Linked DNA regions of Mus musculus: regions 1, 2, 3, 4, 5 and 7 are each linked to region 6. The links are chromatin contacts, called in public HiChIP or PLAC-seq and promoter capture Hi-C maps. All regions are on one chromosome and are shown on one strand. Each heading gives the region's core, a stretch centred on a gene start, on an enhancer-like site or on the middle of the called end of the contact. The rest is flanking DNA. Distances are from core to core; before and after follow the strand shown.

Region 1 (3,035 bases), core at 437-2,936, 610 kb after region 6:
ACATTTGACATCCGGATCCTGATGGCCAAATCTGTCAAGTACACAGTGAACTTCTTAGAAGCCAAAGAAGGCGATTTGCACAGGTAGCCTTCATCCCCTAAACACTCATGGCCTAAGCTACCAGTCCCACTCTCCTCACAGTCGTGTGCTGTCAACTCCCTGGTCACTCGTGGCCAGCCCCTGTTCTCTCCCCCCCCCCCCCCAGCTATCTCTCCCACTCTCCTTACTGTCAGGTGTGGCTTCTAGAGCAACCCCATATGCCCTTTGCCTTGCAGGATAGAAATCCCATTCAAATTCCACATGCTGCATTCAGGGCTAGTCCATGGCTTGGCCTTCTGGTTCGATGTTGCTTTCATTGGCTCCATGTAAGTATGGCACTGCTGACACTCCTTGCACCTATGGCCTCTAGGCTTGGCTATTGTCATAATTCCTTAGGTTCTTCTCATCTAAACCCCAGGAAGAACCATGGGGGAGGGGTGTGGTTGTCATTTCCCCAGCAGCTACCCTGAATGCCTGTCCCTTAAGTGCATTTGTCTCAGTACATGGGTGTCAGGGTGAGTAGGGACCCGATGGCCATGGGTTGGCTGTGCTTCTAGAGTCCAGCCAGTCTTAGCCCGGAGACCCCAAAGGACCATTCAGGGAAGGCCCTTGGGAATGATATCAAGGTATGTGGGATAGTGGCACAAGTGGTGGTGCCAACCCAGTGAAGTGCATCCATCTCTTCTTGACAGAATGACCGTGTGGCTATCCACAGCCCCAACAGAGCCCCTGACCCACTGGTACCAGGTCCGGTGCCTCTTCCAGTCACCGTTGTTTGCCAAGGCCGGGGACACGCTCTCAGGGACATGTCTGCTTATTGCCAACAAAAGGTGCACCCTGCCACCCATCTAGGGCTGGATAGGCACAGGGTTCTACCAGCCCAGCTGCCTCACAGCCATCCTTTCTATTCCCCCAGACAGAGCTATGACATCAGTATTGTGGCACAGGTGGACCAGACAGGCTCCAAGTCCAGTAACCTGCTGGATCTAAAGAACCCCTTCTTCAGGTAGTACAGGGTTTCAGCGGGAGAGGGCACCTGGAGTCCCACAGCCCTGCCTGCCCACAGTTAATCTCTGCCACAGGTACACAGGTACAACCCCATCACCCCCACCTGGCTCACACTACACGTCTCCCTCGGAGAATATGTGGAACACAGGAAGCACCTATAATCTCAGCAGCGGGGTGGCTGTGGCTGGTGAGTCTGACTGTTATTTCCAGACATGGCTGGAGGCCCTTGGTGGCAGCCTGGACCCCAATTCCCAGAGCCTGCCCCACCCCTGACACCTACTCTCTGGTTAGGAATGCCTACTGCCTACGACCTGAGCAGTGTTATTGCCGGCGGCTCCAGTGTGGGTCACAACAACCTGATTCCCTTAGGTGAGTGTCCCCTGGGATCTATGGCATGGCAGGGGAGGACTGGGATGTGCCAGTGGCCAGTTAAACCAGTGCTTGGTTCTCTGCCACCACTGTCGCTGTCATGGTCACTTCTTCTTCTTCCTGGGGACTCTAGCCCTGTGTGCCTCTCTACTTTTATCACCACTCCACCTGCCCTTCCCTACACCATCCATGAGTGGAGTGGGCAGGGCAGGCTGGGGGCGGTGACATCTGCCTCCCTCCCTCTTTCCTCCCTGTCGCTACGCAGCTAACACAGGGATTGTCAATCACACCCACTCCCGGATGGGCTCCATAATGAGCACGGGCATTGTCCAAGGTAACAGGGTAGTGGGGCCGTGGGCGGGGGACGTTCCGCCTGGCCTGCGCACACGTTCAAGCTACCAGTGGGGGCCAGGCAGGCTCAGGGGTCATGCTGGCTCCTCAGTGCCCGTGACCTGCCCTACAGGCTCCTCAGGTGCCCAGGGAGGCGGCGGTAGCTCCAGTGCCCACTATGCAGTCAACAACCAGTTCACCATGGGTGGCCCTGCCATCTCTATGGCCTCGCCCATGTCCATCCCGACCAACACCATGCACTATGGGAGTTAGGTGCCTCCAGCCGCGACAGCACTGCGCACTGACAGCACCAGGAAACCAAATCAAGTCCAGGCCCGGCACAGCCAGTGGCTGTTCCCCCTTGTTCTGGAGAAGTGTGAACACCCGGTCACAGCCCTCTTTGCTATGGGAACTTGGACAATTTTGTACACGATGTCGCCGCTGCCCTCAAGTACCCCCAGCCCAACCTTTGGTCCCGAGCGCGTGTTGCTGCCATACTTTACATGAGATCCTGTTGGGGCAGCCCTCATCCTGTTCTGTACTCTCCACTCTGACCTGGCTTTGACATCTGCTGGAAGAGGCAAGTCCTCCCCCAACCCCCACAGCTGCACCTGACCAGGCAGGAGGAGGCCAGCAGCTGCCACCACAGACCTGGCAGCACCCACCCCACAACCCGTCCTTGCACCTCCCCTCACCTGGGGTGGCAGCACAGCCAGCTGGACCTCTCCTTCAACTACCAGGCCACATGGTCACCATGGGCGTGACATGCTGCTTTTTTTAATTTTATTTTTTTACGAAAAGAACCAGTGTCAACCCACAGACCCTCTGAGAAACCCGGCTGGCCGGGCCAAGCCAGCAGCCCCTGTTCCTAGGCCCAGAGGTTCTAGGTGAGGGGTGGCCCTGTCAAGCCTTCAGAGTGGGCACAGCCCCCTCCCACCAAAGGGTTCACCTCAAACTTGAATGTACAAACCACCCAGCTGTCCAAAGGCCTAGTCCCTACTTTCTGCTACTGTCCTGTCCTGAGCCCTGAAGGCCCCCCTCCATCAAAAGCTTGAACAGGCAGCCCAGAGTGTGTCACCCTGGGCTACTGGGGCAGACAAGAAACCTCAAAGATCTGTCACACACACACAAGGAAGGCGTCCTCTCCTGATAGCTAACATAGGCCTGTGTGTTGCGTTCACATTCATGTTCTACTTAATCCTCTCAAGACAGCAACCCTGGGAAGGAGCCTCGCAGGGACCTCCCCAGACAAGAAGAAAAGCAAAGAAGGAAGGGTGATTAATAAGCAC
Region 2 (2,958 bases), core at 199-2,698, 820 kb after region 6:
TTCCCCTCCATAGCTCTGTCCCTCCAGTTTGTGTCTCCTCACGTCTCTGCCCTCACTTTGCTGGCATGAACACCTGAAATGCAGTTACCAGTTGTAGATAAAATTGGCTCTGCATCTGCCTGGAGCCTCAGAACCTCCAAGGACAGGAAGTTAGTCCAAAATATTTTCTGAGGACTTAAGAGAGACACAGAAGTAGGGAGCAGAATTGGGGTAGCCTGGGCTAGGGGCACTGAGGTGGAATGAATAATGAATAATTACCACACCGTTTTGTTTGGTTATTTAAGGCAGTTTCCTGTAGCCCAGGCTGGCCTCAAACTCACTATGTGGCTGGGGATGACCCTGAAATCCTGATCCTCCAGCCTGCACCTCATAAGTGCTGGCGTGGCTGGCTACACCACACCACACCATACATTCTGGGGTGGAACCCCCGGTTTCATACATGCTAGGCCCACGTTCTCCATCCCCAGCCATGCTTATGTTTTTGGAAAAAGATCTTGCAAGCTGAGTGTAGCCTCACATGCCTTTAATCCCAGCACTTGGGAGGCGGAGGCAGGCAGATCTCTGACTTGAACCTAAAACGGGGCAGATTCGCCCAAAGCACCCCTAGACCCTATACATCTTACTCTCCAGATGGAGCGATGGAGGTCTACGGGTCTCGTTATCTAACCTCAGGCTGGTAACTCCGTGGCGGGAGTCGGAGGAGGCCCCTCTCTCCACAAGATCCCGGGATGAGAGAGGCGGAAGGAGGCTGGAAGAATCAACAGGTGGGAGTTTCCAGGAAAGGGCCACAGGGTCTCCCCAGAGTGCACCCCCCCCCACCACCAGCCTGGGTGAATCTGGGATCTGGGGGTTTTCCTGCCGCGCTCCCTCCGCCCCTAAAGTTGGGGGTGAGGAGGACCCCGCCCCGGGCGGGGAGGGGGCGGGGCCTGCGGGGTCCCAGTCTAATGGCAAACATCTGCTGATCCCCACACCCGCCCAGCAGCCAGGCCCAGCCCGGCCGGACGCCCGGATGCCTTCCCGCCGCTGAGGGGCCTGGTCCGGCCACCCGGAGCTGCGAGAGCGGGGACCTGGGAAGGTTAGGGGACAGAGCTAGACGAGAGTGGCGGAGCAGAGGAAGAGAGGCAGGGAATGATAAAGGCATAGAGGTGGGCTAGGGGCAAGGGAAGCAGGGCCCAGGTCAGGGCTGGGGAGGGGAGAGGAGCGCGGGGACCCAGACGCTCCGGTTTGCAAAGTTTGGGCGCAGATGTTAAGACTTGAGAGGGACCAGCTAAGAGAGAGTGTGCGAGCTTGTAGCCTCGGGTTGGAGGTGGGTTAGAAATCCTGATAGTGCCCCTAGAGTAGCCCGGACCCCACGCCACCCCGATCAGCCCTCCGTCCCACTCGCCTGGCACGCTCGAGCCTCCGCCGTCCCAGGCGTCCTGCCCGCTCCGCCTCAGTCGCCGCAAGCTTGCGGAGCCAGCGCGGTAGCCACGCCCCCACCAGAAAGCCACGCCCCTCCAGTCTCCCGGGCGCCTCGGCCGCGGGGCCTGGGGGCGAAGTTGAAGGGTGGTCGTGGGGGTGCACGCGCTCTCGCTGCGGCCTGAGCACGTCCTAGGGTCTCAGTCGGCTCCTGGCCACCAGCCCTCCGGACAGGGTCCCCGCTTCTCCAAGCCTGGTGCCCGCCCTTCGCAGCTGGACGCTGCAGGGGGCGGAGCTGGCCGCAGCCCAGCTCGAGGGCGGGTGCGGTAGCGGCGACTGGAGGTCACCCCTCCCCCGTTGGCCGCCAGCAGCTGGAAGTCTTCCAGCTGCAGGCCGGGTGCACCATGGCGTGACCGCCGACCCAAACTCTAAGATTGCAGCACCCACACCCCAATCTCCTGAAATTGAAGTTGTGCCTCAGTTTCCCCATCAGCAAAATGGGGTCAATCACATGACCCATCTGTTAAGTGTGTTCAGAAAATTCCCTTCATACTACTCTTGGGCTGACACAAATCACAGGGCGTGGTTTATTGATTTTGTGAGGTTGGGGATGGACCCCAGGACTCTGAATGCTAATCACTCTGCCTCTAAACTACACCCTAGTCCAGAGATGAACTTCTGTTTGCACTGGACTTTCTGAAGCCACTCTCACAGCGGGACTGCACACCTGTAGTCCCAGCACATGAAAGATGTGGAGCCAGGGCGATCAAGTACTAGAGAGGTCACCTTCTACTCCAGTAATTCTGAGCCAGGAGAGACTGTCTCAAAATAAACAAACTAAAGACAAAACAACAGGAAAGAAAGAAAGGAAGAAAGAAAGAAAGAGAGAGGAAGGGAAGGGGAGGAAAGAGGAAAAATATAGCTTCCTGGAAGCCTCTGCTTAGCACACGTGACAGGTGGATGTCTCAGTGGGTAAACTGCCTGCCGGTGTGAACTAGGATCTGAGTTCGAACTCCAGCATCTACATAAGAGTTGGGCCCACAAGTTTACCTGTAAGCCGAATTCTGGGGGCTGGGCAGATCTCTATGGCTGGGGCTTACCAGCCAGTGAACCTAGCTGCATCTATGAACTCCAGGTTCAATGAGACCTGTCTCAAAAAATAAGTGGATGACCAAGGGGAGGCTCGTCAGATGTCAAGACGAAGGTGCCTGCTGCAAGCCTGAAAGCTCAATGCCTGCGATCTATACAGTGGAAGGGGAGAACTGAGTTCTGCAAACTGTCCTCTGACTCCACATGTGTGTCATGGCACCCATGCACCCACAAACATACAGACAGACAGAAAGAGAGAAAGAGGAGAAAAAAATACAATTAAAAATGATAAACCATTTAATCCCAGCACTTAGTAGAAAAGGCTGAGGCTGAGGTGGATGGGTCTTTGTGAGTTCAAGGCCAGGCTGGGAAGCAAAGTAAACACAAAACAAAAAGTGGAGAGACTGAGGAATACTCGTACATCACACGCTTGCACACGCAAACCCTCACCACAGGTGGACACACGTGACC
Region 3 (3,059 bases), core at 487-2,986, 950 kb after region 6:
AACACGGAGAAAGCCTGTCTTAAAAGTGTGTGTGTGTATATCTATATCTATATATGAGAATGTTAGAGGGAGACACCTATCATCAATCCCTGGTCTTTCTTTCTTTTTTTTTTTTAATCTCCCACCCCAACCCCTGGTCTTTCTATATAAGATTGTACACATGTGCACATGAATGTACACACACACACACACACTGAAATAACACAAATCTCCTTAAGTGTTCACTGGAGTCTTGAGGACTCTCAAATCCTCATACCTGACTGACTTCCCACAGTGTGAGGTGAATCCAGGCTCGCTGTGGTGCCAAGATGCAGAGGTTGATGAAGGCACAGCCCAAGGAGACGTGAAAATAGACTGGGAAGACCTTGCTCTGCACCAGTCCAAATGTGTGCCGCGGGAGGCTCCGAAAAAGCAGGAAGCCTGGGAGGTGGAGGGCCACAAACACCGTTAGGTTGCTTCCGGGTCCCCCTCCTACTCAGTCCTCACTCTAAATAACAGGTTGGAGGGTCCCTACCTGAGATAAAGGTCACCCACACCTGCATGCCCCAGGCACCAGACAAGACCAGCAAGTGGATGACTTTAATCAGACTTCCCGGGTCCTCTCCTTTTTCCATTCTGCAGCCCTGGGAAGGAAACAGTGGTGACTCAGCTTAACCTTCGACCCCCGAGCTTTGAGGCCTTGGCAGAGAGTGCATAGGGCCAGCCTCACACTGGTGCAAAGATGAGAGAAAACAGCCTGGAAATGGCAGTTGGAAGACCCAAAGTAGACCCTAGACAATCTCAAGCCCAACCAGTCGATCTGGGCTCAGGCTTGGGGCTGGAATCGTGGCTTTGCGGTCAGGGACTTTGTTGGTGCTGGCCTTACATGCTATCCTCCATACTTGCAAAATAATAGTAATAATAATAAGTAAATAATATCACCCAACATGAAGGCTTGTACCTGTAAATCCCCAACACTTGGAAGACGGAGACAGGGGAGTTGCCACTTTTCTAGCTCAAAGTTAGAAAAAGATTCCTCAATTCCAAAAAGCCTTTAAAGACGTAGAAACTGGCCTGGTGATTCACAGTTGTAACCCCAACATATCAGAGGGTGATGCAGGAAAATCACTGAGTTTGAGGACTGCCTGACATACTGTGAGACTCTCTCAAAATAAGGAAGCAAGCAAACATCTCAGGTCCAGCTGAGCAAATGGCTCAGCGGGCAGAGCGTTTGCCTCACGTGCAGGAAGCCTCGCGTTCCGTCTCCAGTTCTGCATAAAACAGGTTCTGGTTCTAGTCTGTCATTCCAGCACAAAAGTAGAAACAGGAGGGGCAGGAGTTGGAAGCCAACCAGAGATACATGAGACCTTGTCTCAAAACCAAAATTCTAGAACAAAAGACTCTCTCTAAACCACAATGTCCACTGCACCCCAAAAGCTTGAATCCCAGCAGCTCAAGTTCACATACTTAGGTTTTCAGGGATTACCCTAGCTCTGCAGACATCTAAGAGCCCTCATCCGGAACCCGAGATATTCTAAGAACATCCCAAAACACCCCCGGAGCCCCATCTGACCCCACCGTTGGAGCACACGAGCTCAGGCGTAGGGACCAAGAACCGTGGCAGCTCCAGTGCAGCTCCGGCTTGCCTGAGATTTCCCAGGTTTTCTTCCGCCCCGCAGGCCTCGCCCCACCTCCCAGCCAGAGCCAATGAGATCACAGCTCTCACTCCTCTGGACTCTCCCACTTAGGGATTGCCCAGTTGGCTTGCGGGAATCAACTGGCCATCTCGCCTCTCCGGACTTCATCCAGTCTCACCGAAGATGCGCAGGCGCCAATGAGCTCCGCGCCTGAGCGGAGTGAACGGGCGTGGCTTATGGGAGGACCACGCCCTTCTCTGTGACTCCACCTTTGGCCTCCCCTCGTTTTCCAACGATGGTGTCCTCAGGGGATCAAAACTTCAGCGTCACAGCTGGGGACTGGCTTCGTGGTCCCTGATGGGAGAGCATGAACGGGTGGTATGCTGTAGTAGGTGGGAATGGAAGAGAATGGGGAGACTGGAAGGGTGTTAGATTGACAGAACAAGGGGTTAGGACTAATAGCAATGGTTAAGCTTCCAAGCTCGAAAATTTTTCTGGAGAAGGGGACAGCTGAAGATTCAATTGGGGTTGTGGGGAGGGCAGGCAAGGTTGGGGACCTTCTGGTGGTGACGCTCAGAAATGTGTCTTTCCTTTCCCGCTCTAATCTTCGAGGGTATCTGTGGTCCTCAGGTGACATTCTAGAACAAATTTCATTTACAAGCATTGGACTAAATCTGTGTAATCAGGGCAGCCCAATATAGTATATATAATTTTTTCCCCTCCCAGATAGATTCTCACTGTGTAGCCATGGCTGGCCTGGAACTAGCTTTGTAGACTAGGCTGGCTTGGAACTCAGGGACCCCCTGAGTTCTGGGATTAAAAGGGCTGAACTACCACATCCTGTCCTTTATGTGTTTTGTTTGTTTCAGATTTAAAAAAATTTTTATGTGTATTAACGATTTGCTTGTATATATGTCTGGGCACTGCTTTCGAATCTAGTGCCTGTAGAGGTCAGAAGAGGGCATCAAATCCTCTGGGACTGGAGACACAGACGGTTGTGAGTCACCCTATGGGTGCTGGGAATTGAACCTGGGTACTCAGGAAAAGCAGCTAAACCAACTCTCAAGCCATTTTTTTTTTTAAGGTTTTTGTGACAGGGTCTCTTGCCCTGACTTGACTGAGACTCACTAAGTGGACCAGGCTGGCCTCGAACTCAGAGAGATTTGCCTGCCTTTGCCTCCTGAGTGCTGGGATTAAAGGCATGTGACTACTTTCTGTCCCCTTTTTAAATATAAAGCCTTGTTATCCTTGTTGTGCATGAGACATGTCTTACGAGTGCGTGTGTCATGGCACGCACGGCAGAGGACAACTTTACGCAGTTGGTTTTCTCTTCCCACCTTTAAGCTGGTCACTGGGCATCCGTTTGGGTTTACCTCTCCTCTGACTTTCACTTCTGCCAATACTGAGGAGATTCTGGCTGGAACATCTCTGAGGAGTCTCTTT
Region 4 (2,786 bases), core at 126-2,625, 880 kb after region 6:
AGGGTGAGAACCTTTCTCAAAATAAAGCAAACACAAAAGCAAGGTGCTGTAGATGTGGTTACCATGGAAACTGAGTGTGGCAGGGGGGGCCAGGAGTTCATGGCCGGTCTTGGCTACATAGTGCATCTGAGGTCAGCATGGGCTACGTGACCCCATCCCAGACTAACAAAACACAACAAAGTAAAACCAAGACTCCATTCAGTTGCAGGTTCATCTGGGGTTGTGGGAGAACTCAATAGGTAGGTGAATGTGCAGAAGCATCTATTTATCTACCAGGCTGCTTGGGAAATCTTGGGCTCCCTCACTACATCAAGGCCCAGGATCATTCTGCACATCTTTCCCACCTGAGCTAAAGGCATAAGGACTTAGGAGGCAAGACAACAAACAGAAAACTGCCCAACTGCTCTGCCCCAGATCACAACCCTCCTCTATCCAGAACTCTCTGTGGCTCTCACTTCACTTGGGGTCACAGTCAAAGTCCTTCTGGCCTACAAGGCGTAGGCCCTATAAAATCTATTCCTATTGGTCCCTCTGTGGCCCCAGGGCCTTTGCATTTGCTTCTTTCCTGGATGATGGGCAGATCTCTTCCTTCGCTCCTTTAGGTCTGTGCTTAACTCTACCTGGCCTACCATTGAGACCCTATCCTCCCTTTCCTGTCTTATGCATCCACACCATACCACGGACACATCTATGTTTGTCCCACCAGAGCGAAATCCAAGAATGGGGCAACTTTCTTGTGTCTCCATCAGGGTGGGACCCACAGAGTGGCTTCTCTCACCTAAGGTGGTCAGACAGGTCTCCAGAGGATCGGATACCTGGGATGATTTACCTGGGATGATTTCTAACCTACCCCAGATTTGAGCCTCTCTCACAATCCAGTGTCCATGGAAGGGGATCCCCCAGCATCTGTTGCCTGTCCCTCCCCTGTCTGCCCACCAGCTGGTTCAGTCCCCAGCCCCCTCGGCCCCCTCCCACGCCCAGCCGGTGCTGGGAGAGGCTGGGGCAGGAGACTGAGGGGCTATCCCCAGCTGTCCCCAGCTCCAGACAGCTGGGTCCCGGGACCCTGGGCGGGGGAGGGGTGCGAATTTCCCCAGGCTGGTGAAGGGAAGGACGGCAAGAGGGTCCGAATGCAGCCTAGCACTCTCGGAGCCCGGCCCGCACGGACCCGGGATGCGCTTCCTCCTCCGGGAAGTCCTCGGGGAGCCCGGCACGCCCCCGCTGCCCGCCATCTCCAGCACTCGCCCGTCCCGCCCAGAGTGGCCGTGACCGCGGCCGCTCTCACTACCTGTTGATCTTGTGAGCGAAGGCGCGGCGCTCCGAGGCCGCCATGACGCCCCGCGTCCCGCCGCAGCCTCCCGAGTCTGGGCAGCCGGGCTGGGCGGAGCAGGCGCGCGGGAGAGGCGGGGCCTGTGCTGATGGGGCGGGGCCTGCACTTCGACCCGCCCCAGCCGCGGAACCAAGACGGGAATGACGCGGGGTCTTCTCGGGGCGTGGTGGCGAGGCCGGGCCAACTCTAGGATGGGGAGGAGCCTTCTCTGGAGGGGGCGGGGCTTTCCCTAGATAGGGCGGAGCCTTTTCTGGGATGCCGTGGGGCCAGCATTGAGAGTGGGACAGAAATACTGGGGATGGGGAGGAGACAGCGCTGACAGGAGGATGGAGCAGGCTGTGATCTGGGATGTCGCTGCTCTAGGATAGGGACCGGGACAAGGCTGGAGAGATGAGGATCTTTGTGGGCGTGGCTTATGAGGGACGGTCCTTGATGGGCGGGACGTTGTGAGTGGCTCATCTCTGCGATGGGCTAGGGAGCTGGGGACCAGGCAGAGCAGGGCATGGGGTGGGTGTGGAGCAGGGGCAGGGCATGGAAGGGAGTGTTCCCCTCCCACTGGGGTCAAGATGGGGAAACTGAGTCTTCTGTTGGGCTGGGAAGAAAAAATACGGAACATCAAAACCTGTTAGGTCAGCCGGGCAGTGGTGGCTCATGCCTTTAATCCCAGCACTTAGGAGGCAGAGGCAGGCTAATTTCTGAGTTCGAGGCCAGCCTGGTCTACAGAGTGAGTTCCAAGACAGCCAGGGCTACACAGAGAAACCCTGTCTCGAAAAAACAACACAAAACAAAACAAACAAACAAACAAAAAAGTTAGGTCCTCACTAGTCCCGGAGGCACGCTGCCTAAAAAACAACATCAATGTCACACAATAATTACTAAGGTTTTGTTTATAGTCGCTCAATGGACATAGGTGGGAAGAACTGTTGTTTTCCACTACTGACAAGTGGGTTAACTGAAGCCTAGCAGTGTGGAGGCTTTTACATAGTAGGCCTCAAAAGGTGCTCAAGGGACTTCCTGCCAGTCTCTGGGTTGCAGTAGAGAGGTGGATGAGTCCAGCTAAGCTCAGGGGTGTCACTCTAGGAGGTGTGACTCAGAAAGCCAGTATCGATACCTGAGCGAGCCAGTCCGGAAGTTTCTGATTACCTGAAGTTGTAGGATGTCTTCATTAATTTGTGGCCTTAAATATCTTCCCAACAGCTCCTTTCCCAATAACAGTTTCCTAGAATTTTTTCAGTCCTGGCTCATCTTTGGATATGCCAATTGTCTGCTGCCTCCACACCTTCTCCTGAGTAGCTTCAGCCCTCTGAGCAGTCACGGTCAAAACAGTCTTGGTAGGGTAGGCAGCTGTGCAGCACAGGACATGTCTGCCTCAGAGCTTTTTTGAGTGCTGCTCGTTATCCCACCTATGGATGGATGCTAGCAGGAGCCCCATCTACAGAGGATGAAATTGGAGCCAGAG
Region 5 (2,870 bases), core at 88-2,587, 780 kb after region 6:
TGCTTGCTCCCAAGGCCTCCTGTAGCCACATGTGTTCTCTCTGAGCTACAATCTCAGAGATAAAACTTCTCATTTTACTTTTGGTCTTCTGTCAATCAGGCTGCTTTGAATTCCTTCCAGCCTTCCATTCCTGACCCTCCTGCTTGTCTCTGGAACACTGGTCTGACAGGCCCATTCTGCCATGCCTGGCATGGAACCCAGGGTTTCATGCATGCCAGTCAAGTGTATCCCTGCCCCCTCAACAGTTTCAGGTTTCCCCCAATATCTTTGCAGAAACCCCTCCCCAGTCCCGCCCATGTTACCCCTCCTAATGATAGAAAGCATTTGTCTCCTCAGCCCATCACTGCAGTACAAATGTTATCCTGTCTCCTCTCCAGTAGGATGCCAGCCACCAAGGGACTCCTTCCCTGCTGTCACCCGAGGTCCAGCTCACGGCAGGCTCTGTTCACAAGTCTATTGGGAAGGCACGAAACTTTAAAAAATGTTCCCAGGGCCGGACGTGGTGGCGCATGCCTTAAATCCCAGCACTTGGGAGGCAGAGGCAGGCGGATTTGAATTCGAGACCAGCCTGGTCTACAGAGTGAGTTCCAGGACAGCCAGGGCTACACAGAGAAACCCTGTCTTGAAACAAAACAAAACAAAGTTCAAACAAACCTTTGACAGGGAAGGACACTGAGATGGGAGATTGCTCACACCTGTGACCAAGGCACTGAGGAGCTGAAAGGTTCTTTGAATTTCTCAGCTAAGTAGTTCTCTACTAGTCAGAGCTACATTTAAGCCTGAGTCCTGGAAAGTTAATAAAGGGTCGTGCCCTGCTAACTCTATATTTAATTACGCTTAAGTCCCTAGATGACAACCGTTGTCATGACAACGGTTTCACCGGTGGAGAAATCAAGGCTCGGGTGTGACTGCTCTCCCTCGGAAGACCCTCAAGAACGGCGAGCAGGAGTGGAGGTGGGGGCTGGATCATAAAGACTTCCAAAGGCGCCTGAGCTACGAAGTACGATCGTATAGAGTCGCGCATTGTGAGCTATGACACTTATCTGGACGCCTCTGAGCCATGGCAATTGTCAGATGGGGAAACTGAGGCCCAGGAGTACCAGCTCCCCCCGAGAAGTCCCCCGGGGCTGGGGCGCAGGGGACCGGCCCTCACCCCGAAGCTGCCGGTAGGCGCCGTCCTGCATCTCCAGCAGCCGCTCCATCATCTGCTCGTAGCTCCCGAGCAGCCGCCGCTGCTGCGCCTCGGCGCGGTTGGCCCCCAGCAGGCTCAGTAGCCAGTTGCTCACCTCCACCATGTCGCGGAAAGCCGCCATGACTGATCGCGCCGAGTCCGAACCCGCGCAAATTCGTCTCACCACGGGCCCCGCCCCCTCCCCAGAGCGCATAAGTCTCATTGGATCGTTCCTACGTCCGTCTCCTGCAGGACTCAATCAGCGAGGGGACAGAGCGCTTCGGAAGGAGCGGCCATTTTGTGGAGATCCTGTGCGAAATTTCTTCTGTCACTCAGGTGTGAGGATCAATCATCGTAGGCGGGGGAGGGGGGGGGGCGGCGGCGCGGGGGGGGGGCGTGTCACACGTGGCCAGTTTGCGATTGGCCTGGTACGCGTGCGTCGATTGTCGGGCTATGAACTCCGGGGAGAGTCCAGGGCGTTAGGAGTCTGTTGCGCATGCGTAAACTGGAAAGCTGCGCGACTCTTAGAGAAATTTGCAGGTATCAGTCGCTGCTTGAAGGGCAATGTAACGGATGGTTTATTATTTTTGCTTGTTTTTTTTTTTTAGTTTACTTTAGGAATATATTAATTATACATAAAACTGGGATTCATTGGGTTTATTTTTTTCTTGGCGGGGGTTGGGATGTGTGAGCTGTGAGATGTTGAGACTATGTAGAACTGGCTGTCCAGGAGCTCTTTGTTAGAGATCCATCTACCTCTGCCTCCTAGTGGTTGGATTATAGGAACATGCCACCACAATCATTCACCAGTCTCTATTTTTTAGGCTTATTTCTCTTTCTTTAATGTGTATGGGTAAACGTTTTGCCTACATGTATGTATGTGTCAGCAGAGGTCATAAAAGGGCATCTGACCACTTGGAGCTAGATATGGATGGTTGTGAGCCATCATGTGGTGCTGGGAGCCAAACCCTGGTTCTCTACAAGAGCATCCAATGTTCTGGGAAGGCAGAGGCAGGCAGATCCCAGAGTTTGAGGCCAGCCTGGTCTACAAATAAAGCTCCAGGAGAGCCAGGATTATATAGAGACCTTGTCTCAAAAATAAAATAAAATAAAATCTTTAAGTAGGAGTCTAGCATGTATCTAGCATGTAGCACTCAGGTGATGGGAGCTTGAGGATGGAGGTAAATTCCAGGCCAGCCTGGGCAACAAGAGCAGTGAACCCCGAAGCTGAGCATGGTGGCTCAGGAATCAGGAGCCTAAGGAAGAGGAATTGCCATTCATGGGACTCCAGAGTGCTGAGTGAATTCCAGACCAGCCTGAACTACAAAGTGAACCCTGTCTCCTTAAATACCTATACCCCAGAGCTGGAGAGATGGCTCAGCGGTTAAGAGCACTCACTCACTGCTTTCCCAGAGGTTCTGAGTTCAATTTCCAGCAACCACATGGTGGCTCACAACCATCTGTAGTGAGATCCAATGTCTTTTTTTTTTTTTTTTTGGGGGGGGGGTTTGAGACAGGGTTTCTCTGTATAGCCCTGGCTGTCCTGGAACTAACATTGTAGACCAGGCTGGCCTCGAACTCAGAACCTGCCTGCCTCTGCCTCCCAAGTGCTGGGATTAAAGGTGTGTGCCACCACTGCCCAGCTGATGCCCTCTTCTGGTGTGTCTGAAGAGAGCAATGGTGTACTCCTATACATAAA
Region 6 (2,768 bases), core at 89-2,588:
GCAGCACCCCTACCCTACCACTATAGGAAGCTGAAGCCGGGCGCGTCTCCTTGGCGACAGTAAGACCCGCCTGGCTCAGGCAGCACTCTCCAGCTCCTTATCAGGCCGAGGAATGCGTGGTATCCACACTCGCTTGCGCTGGGGCGGCGCCATCTCTCTCTCCTGAGACCCCGACACGCGCGCAGGATGTCCCTATCCTGCACAAAGCAACAGGGGGTGGCCACATTTCTGCACCCCACCAGAGGCCCCCCACATCCAGATTCCTGGGGCACTGGAGAGAGTAACTACAGCTACTTCATTCCCTCCCCCCCCCTCAGTGATGCTCCCATGTTGCCCCGCAGGGGACAGTAGGCTCTGCGGGTGTCGCCTCGGGCATCTAACAACAAGGATAGGGACGGGGGTGGGGAGGTGGAAATCCCCGGGTGAGTCAACCCATGCTCTAGAGGGGGGCGAGGTCCCAACGCCGTGTAGCCCGCGACAACGCGGACTCCACGCCACGCGTGCCTTCCTTCACTCCTACGCCCCATCCCTGAGCTAGGAAAAGGAGACACCTGGACTTTGCAGTTAATGTCCCTTTCCTTCGATACAAAGTGATTCTTCCGAAAGAGAGACTGAAAGAGAGGGGCAACTAACTGGAAACTGAGGCAAAAAACTAGTCTCACAGGCGGTGGGGCGACGGCCTTCGCCGGGGACCCCGCCCATGAACTCTGAAAGCTTTCCCCGCTCGCTCGTCCGTAGCACCTTTCATCCTAGCCGGAGACAGAGAAGAAGGGATGCTGCACCTCTCCCCAACAACCTCACTGCCCCAAACCCTGCTTCCTGAGAACCCCCATCCAGTCTTGCAAAGTCTCCAGCTCAAAGCGCTCGGATTCCGCCTTTCTCTTCAGCGCCAACTTCCTGCCCGAAGGAAGGCGGGGAGCTCAGTCTGGGGGTGCGCCACTGAGTAGGTGGCGAGCTGCCTGGAGTAGTGGGCAGGGGCGCATGGTAGATGATCTGTTCCCTCGGTGCAGCAGAGCCTGGAGCAGCGCGTGCAACGCCTGTACGAGCGCCTGACCCCGGACCGGGCCCCCCAGCTGGGATCTCAGGGTCTCCGTGAACCGCGGCCGCCCAGATCGGAACCTCCCCTCTGCCCCGCGCGCTCACCTGGCTAGGCCGGCCGGGGTCCCTGCCCTGGCCTGAGTGGCCTTGGCGTCTGCGCCCCGGGACAGCCAGTGGTTGGTTTTGGAGACTGTTGGCTGTGCTCGGTCTATGTCCCGGAGTTGGGGACCCAGGACAAGAGAGAGGCGGGCAGAGCCGCTGCCTCCGGCCCCAACTCCCTGCTCGCCCCGCCCTCCTCTCCTCCTCTTTCCGGCGGCGACTTGCAATGAATTCCAGATGTGGCCCGCCAGTTAGCCAGGGCGCGCACGGGGGAAGAGCAGGGCCCCTTTGTCCACACCCCCACACACACACTCCTGCCCTGCTCCTCCCAACCCCCACTCGTGAGAACTGCCGTGGCATGATGTCACGGCCGCGTGACGTCACAGCTCTCTTAACCCAGGTGACCTAGTACTGAAACAACTGTATTCCATTTGGCTTAGCGCCAGGCTAATGCTTGGGACCTGGAAATGGAGGAAATCACACTTACCTACTATGTGAGAACTCAGCAATTCAAGATTAAGCACCTACTATGTGTTTCTACAAGAAATAAATTCCTACACTGTATCATACCCAGCCCCCCAAACAGAAGACTTGGTAAGAACTCCCAGATCCAACTGGGCTTTGTGGCACATATGCCTGTCATTCCAGCATCTGCCACCTGGGAGGTGGGAAGATCAGGAGTTCAGGGTCCTCTTAGCAACCTTAAGCCACTGCCTGCTCAAGACCCTTTCTGAAAAACAACAGGCAGGGATGTGGAGGCAGGTGGTTGAGTGTTTGCCTAGCATGCATCCTCAACACTGCAAAAATATGGAATGGTGGCTTGGGCCTCTAATTCCAAACTTGTGAAGTAGAAGCAGGAGGTTTGTTTTAGAGTTCAAGGCCAATCTGGATCACATGATCCTGTTGGCTCCTTCCCTCCAAACAACTCAGGGTGAAAAAAAAATCCAAAATTAGAGTGAGTGACAGAAGGTCAGCTGTCCAGCTCCACTAGGCAGGGAGGGGAAAGGGCTTGTCTGGAAGCCTGACCTGAGGTCAGTCCCTGGAAGCAAAGTTGGCCTCTGACCTCCACAGGGCACACTGGCATTGCTGCACCTACATTCATTCACTGATACATGTACAATAATAATAAATGCATTTAAAAAAGAATAACAAAACCGGGCGTGGTGGTGCACGCCTTTAATCCCAGCACTCGGGAGGCAGAGGCAGGCGAATTTCTGAGTTCAAGGCCAGCCTGGTCTACAGAGTGAGTTCCAGGAGGCTGTGAGTTGTCAGTGGGTAAGGCCTTGCCTGGGACCCACAAGGTGGAAATTGAGAACCAATTCCTGCAAGTTGTCCTGTGACCTCCAAGGCCTGCTGCTGAGGCACATGCACACACCCACGTACATGTACACACCCACGTGCATGCACGCACATGGGTATAAAGTTAAAATTAATAAATTTTTAAAAGGCGCTAAAGAGGTGCCTCTAATGGTCAAGAGCACTTCCTGCTCTTGCAGAGAACAGAATGTCCCAGCACCCACAGACCTGACAACTTCTGAGTCCAGCCCCAGGGGATCTGACCCTTTCAGCCTCAAGGGCCCGTGTACACACATGCACATACCCACAATTACACATAATTAAAAACAAAAAAA
Region 7 (2,700 bases), core at 128-2,627, 990 kb after region 6:
CTCACTCGAGCTGGTATGAGAAGCTGTAGTTGAAGTCCATCCCGGAGCTCGCCGCTTCCTCCCAGAAACACACCAAGTCTTCCAAGCGTTGGGTGAAGCACAGAAGTTCTTCGGAGCCCCGGGATGCCAGCAGGGCCGCTAGAAAAGGGGATAGCCATGGCGGGGGGAGGGGGAGATCAGGGAAGCCCAGGTCTGCCTTCCACGGTGCCCTTACCCTCCCTCTTGTCGCCTGTGCAGATCCGATAATTTTAGTGCCCCGCCCTCTTCTCCAAAAGGGCCTTCGAGGGGTCTTGCAAAAGTGGCGCCTCAGAACTCCCAAGAGTAGCGACCCCGCCTGCCTTGTTCTACTCCTCCGTGCGCACGCCCACTCACCCTGCAAGTTGAGCGCTGTTCGCCCCGCCCTAGCGGGTGTGTGTGAGCGCAGAGAACTCGGCCTCCTATCGGTTCCCGCAGGCACCCGGCTGTCCCCCGATAGCGCCAACCGTGTCCCCCGCCCCCTTCCTCCTCCTAGCAAGCCGTCCAAAGGACCTAGCACCATCCGCCCGCCAAACTGAGTTTACAGTCTGCAGCGGGTCTGTTTCACAGTCTCTGGGAGCTCGATCCCCTCCCCCAGGAGAGCGGACCTAGCACTACCTTACCCTTGCCATTTCTACCATATCCCAGACTCCCTCAAAACACGAAACAGAGCCGAATGTGTTGGCTCTTGCAGGTCATCCCAGCAACTGGAGGTGGAGGCAGGAGAATCAGGAATTCAAGCTCAACCTCAATTACATAATGAGTCTGAGGGCAGCTTTGGCTACACAGACGCCGCCTCAAAACCAGAAACAGTACAGGCGAGTGACACATGCCTTTCATCCTAGCAATTCCAGGACATCCTGGAATGTCTAGCGAGATCCTGCTTCAAACAAACAAACAAACAAACAAACAAACAAACAAACCAACCAATCTTAAGCCTCTGCCCTGAGCATCACTCCAGGGCGAGGAGACTCTGAGATGCCTCATCGAGTTCAGACACCAGTTTGGCCCCTAGGACCCCATCTGGAGGTTCAGGGGACATTTAGCCCCTGGGACTCGGGCTGGGAATTCAGACCACAGCATTGCCCATGTACAGTTCTTACCTTTGCTCTCAAACTTGGGGTCCGGGAGGCTGGGTGAAGGTGCCCAGGCTGCCCCAGCAAGTAGGAGACAGAGGGGGCCTACCCGAGGCCAGAGGGGCACCCTGAGTTTGTCCATGATGCAGCCCTAGCTTCAGGAAGCTCAGGGCTCCAGCGCCCCTGTTTCGTCCCCCCCACCTCTCCTTCCCTTTCCTCTTTCCCCTTTCCCCTAGTCCACAGCTGGGTCAGCAGCAGCTGCCGGACACAGCTGACCAGGAGCTTCTAAGTGGCAGCTCCTTCCAGGGGGCGGGGCCAGCTTGCAGGCTGGGGACAGATAAGCTACAGCCACCAAGGGAACAGGGGCCTTCTTGGGCACAGCCACTGCCTAAACCAGTGTAGGGGGTGGGGCAGACAGCAGAGTTTTGTTTCGGGTGGCTTTGCTAATGTGGTCACGGACAAGTGACTTATGTTGTTTCACCGTCTAGGTCTAGTCCGGGCATCTGTGAATCCAGCCTGCTGTGCAGCCGGCAGGCCACAGATGGAAGAGAGGCTCTCGCTCCAGCCAGTATCTCTTCCCCAGCTCAGTTCAAAATAAGAATCCTAAAGACAACTAGCAACTGGGTGTGTGAGTGGAATCAGGCTGTGTAGCGTGACAGACACGTGCTATGGTGTTTTCTGTTTATGAATTACACGGATTTGGGAATATGAAATATTTACTATTTTTAAAATTACATTTGTGTGTGTGTGCATGTGTGTGCATGCACAAATGCAGCAGGATGCTTGTGGACAGCACAGAACAACTTGGGGAGTCAGCTCTCTCCTGCCTTGTGCTCCTGGTATTAAGCTGAGGTCTTCAGTATTGGCAGAAAAATCTTTGACCAGCTGAGCCAGCTCACCTGAGCCATCCGTCTCACCAGCCCTGATTGTTTTGGAGACAGTGTATCCCAAGCTGACATCAAGCTCCCTGAATAACTAAGGATGATGTTAGACTCCTGGTCCTCCTGCTTTCACTTCCTGGGTGTTGGGATGACAGGCATGCACCACCTATGTGGTGCTGGGACTGGAACCCAGAGCTTCACCTTACTGAGCAAGGGCTCTGCCAACTCTACAGCTCCAGTATTGCTTGCTTTCTTCCATGCAGGATGTCACTAAATAGCCCAGGCCGTCTTGGAACTGTGGCAATCCTCCTGACCCAAGCTTCTGAGTGCTCAGATCACAGACCTGTGCTTTCTTTCTTTTCTTTTTTTTTTTAAGACTTATTTATTTATTATATGTAAGTACACTGTAGCTGTCTTCAGACGCACCAGAAGAGGGCATCAGATCTCTGTTACAGGTGGTTGTAAGCTACCATGTGGTTGCTGGGATTTGAACTTCGGACCTTTGGAAGAGCAGTCGGGTGCTCTTACCCCTGAGCCATCTCACCAGCCCCAGACCTGTGCTTTCTATACTTAAAAATAAAAAAAACAAAGTTGAATGGCGGGTAGTGGTACAGCACTTGCCTAGCAGGTGGAAAACCCTGGGTTTATCCCCAGAACCCCCCAAATACAGAGATAGGTGGATGCATACATATACATACATAAGTACATAGTACGTACATACATACATA

The links. Promoter capture Hi-C pulls out the DNA fragments that hold promoters and counts their contacts. HiChIP or PLAC-seq counts read pairs in DNA pulled down with a chosen protein or histone mark.
Region 1: a contact with region 6 is called in a promoter capture Hi-C map of hippocampal neurons, with 3 times the contacts expected there. The contact joins the enhancer-like site here to the promoter of S1pr2 in region 6. A contact is called at or near these places in 4 of 39 promoter capture datasets (hippocampal neurons, liver and pre-B cells) and 1 of 9 other capture datasets (liver).
Region 2: a contact with region 6 is called in a promoter capture Hi-C map of liver, with 9 times the contacts expected there. The contact joins the promoter of Kank2 here to the promoter of S1pr2 in region 6. A contact is called at or near these places in 4 of 39 promoter capture datasets (cranial neural crest, liver, maxillary cranial neural crest and 1 more).
Region 3: a promoter capture Hi-C map of liver shows a contact between it and region 6, with 6 times the contacts expected there. The contact joins the promoter of Ccdc159 here to the promoter of S1pr2 in region 6. A contact is called at or near these places in 3 of 39 promoter capture datasets (cranial neural crest and liver) and 1 of 9 other capture datasets (liver).
Region 4: a contact with region 6 is called in a FOXA1 HiChIP or PLAC-seq map of pancreatic cancer cells. The contact joins the promoter of Dock6 here to the promoter of S1pr2 in region 6. A contact is called at or near these places in 3 of 39 promoter capture datasets (liver and pre-B cells) and 1 of 115 datasets of contacts at active chromatin or transcription factors (pancreatic cancer cells).
Region 5: a contact with region 6 is called in a promoter capture Hi-C map of liver, with 4 times the contacts expected there. The contact joins the promoter of Spc24 here to the promoter of S1pr2 in region 6. A contact is called at or near these places in 3 of 39 promoter capture datasets (liver, pre-B cells and second pharyngeal arch cranial neural crest) and 1 of 9 other capture datasets (liver).
Region 7: a contact with region 6 is called in a promoter capture Hi-C map of liver, with 10 times the contacts expected there. The contact joins the promoter of Epor here to the promoter of S1pr2 in region 6. A contact is called at or near these places in 3 of 39 promoter capture datasets (cranial neural crest, hippocampal neurons and liver).

What each region holds. Positions count from the first base shown.
Region 1 is chr9:21,586,170-21,589,204 of GRCm38.p6, forward strand. Carm1 (coactivator-associated arginine methyltransferase 1) reads left to right here. Exons shown (of 16, transcript NM_021531.6): 9 at 1-83; 10 at 276-365; 11 at 732-869; 12 at 956-1,045; 13 at 1,122-1,234; 14 at 1,339-1,416; 15 at 1,682-1,750; 16 at 1,880-3,035. The coding sequence ends at 2,019. Yipf2 (Yip1 domain family, member 2) reads right to left here. Exons shown (of 8, transcript NM_138303.2): 8 at 2,513-3,035. Among named protein-coding and RNA genes, the nearest start is that of Timm29, 5.0 kb to the right of the region's middle. Within about 2 kb of position 1,687, at least 5 of the 459 cell types and tissues checked have an H3K27ac peak or open chromatin away from gene starts, as enhancers often do. A contact at or near this core is called in hippocampal neurons, where this site is marked.
Region 2 is chr9:21,797,098-21,800,055 of GRCm38.p6, forward strand. It overlaps Kank2 (KN motif and ankyrin repeat domains 2), which reads right to left and starts at 1,449. Exons shown (of 12, transcript NM_145611.4): 1 at 1,385-1,449.
Region 3 is chr9:21,925,735-21,928,793 of GRCm38.p6, forward strand. Ccdc159 (coiled-coil domain containing 159) reads left to right here and starts at 1,737. Exons shown (of 13, transcript NM_025977.3): 1 at 1,737-1,994. The coding sequence starts at 1,984. Tmem205 (transmembrane protein 205) reads right to left here and starts at 1,801. Exons shown (of 4, transcript NM_178577.5): 1 at 1,558-1,801; 2 at 515-623; 3 at 257-420. The coding sequence starts at 614.
Region 4 is chr9:21,851,260-21,854,045 of GRCm38.p6, forward strand. Dock6 (dedicator of cytokinesis 6) reads right to left here and starts at 1,376. Exons shown (of 50, transcript NM_177030.3): 1 at 1,286-1,376. The coding sequence starts at 1,329.
Region 5 is chr9:21,758,966-21,761,835 of GRCm38.p6, forward strand. Spc24 (SPC24, NDC80 kinetochore complex component, homolog (S. cerevisiae)) reads right to left here and starts at 1,338. Exons shown (of 5, transcript NM_026282.6): 1 at 1,154-1,338. The coding sequence starts at 1,313.
Region 6 is chr9:20,975,455-20,978,222 of GRCm38.p6, forward strand. It overlaps S1pr2 (sphingosine-1-phosphate receptor 2), which reads right to left and starts at 1,339. Exons shown (of 2, transcript NM_010333.4): 1 at 1,144-1,339.
Region 7 is chr9:21,962,199-21,964,898 of GRCm38.p6, forward strand. Epor (erythropoietin receptor) reads right to left here and starts at 1,378. Exons shown (of 8, transcript NM_010149.3): 1 at 1,119-1,378; 2 at 6-138. The coding sequence starts at 1,233.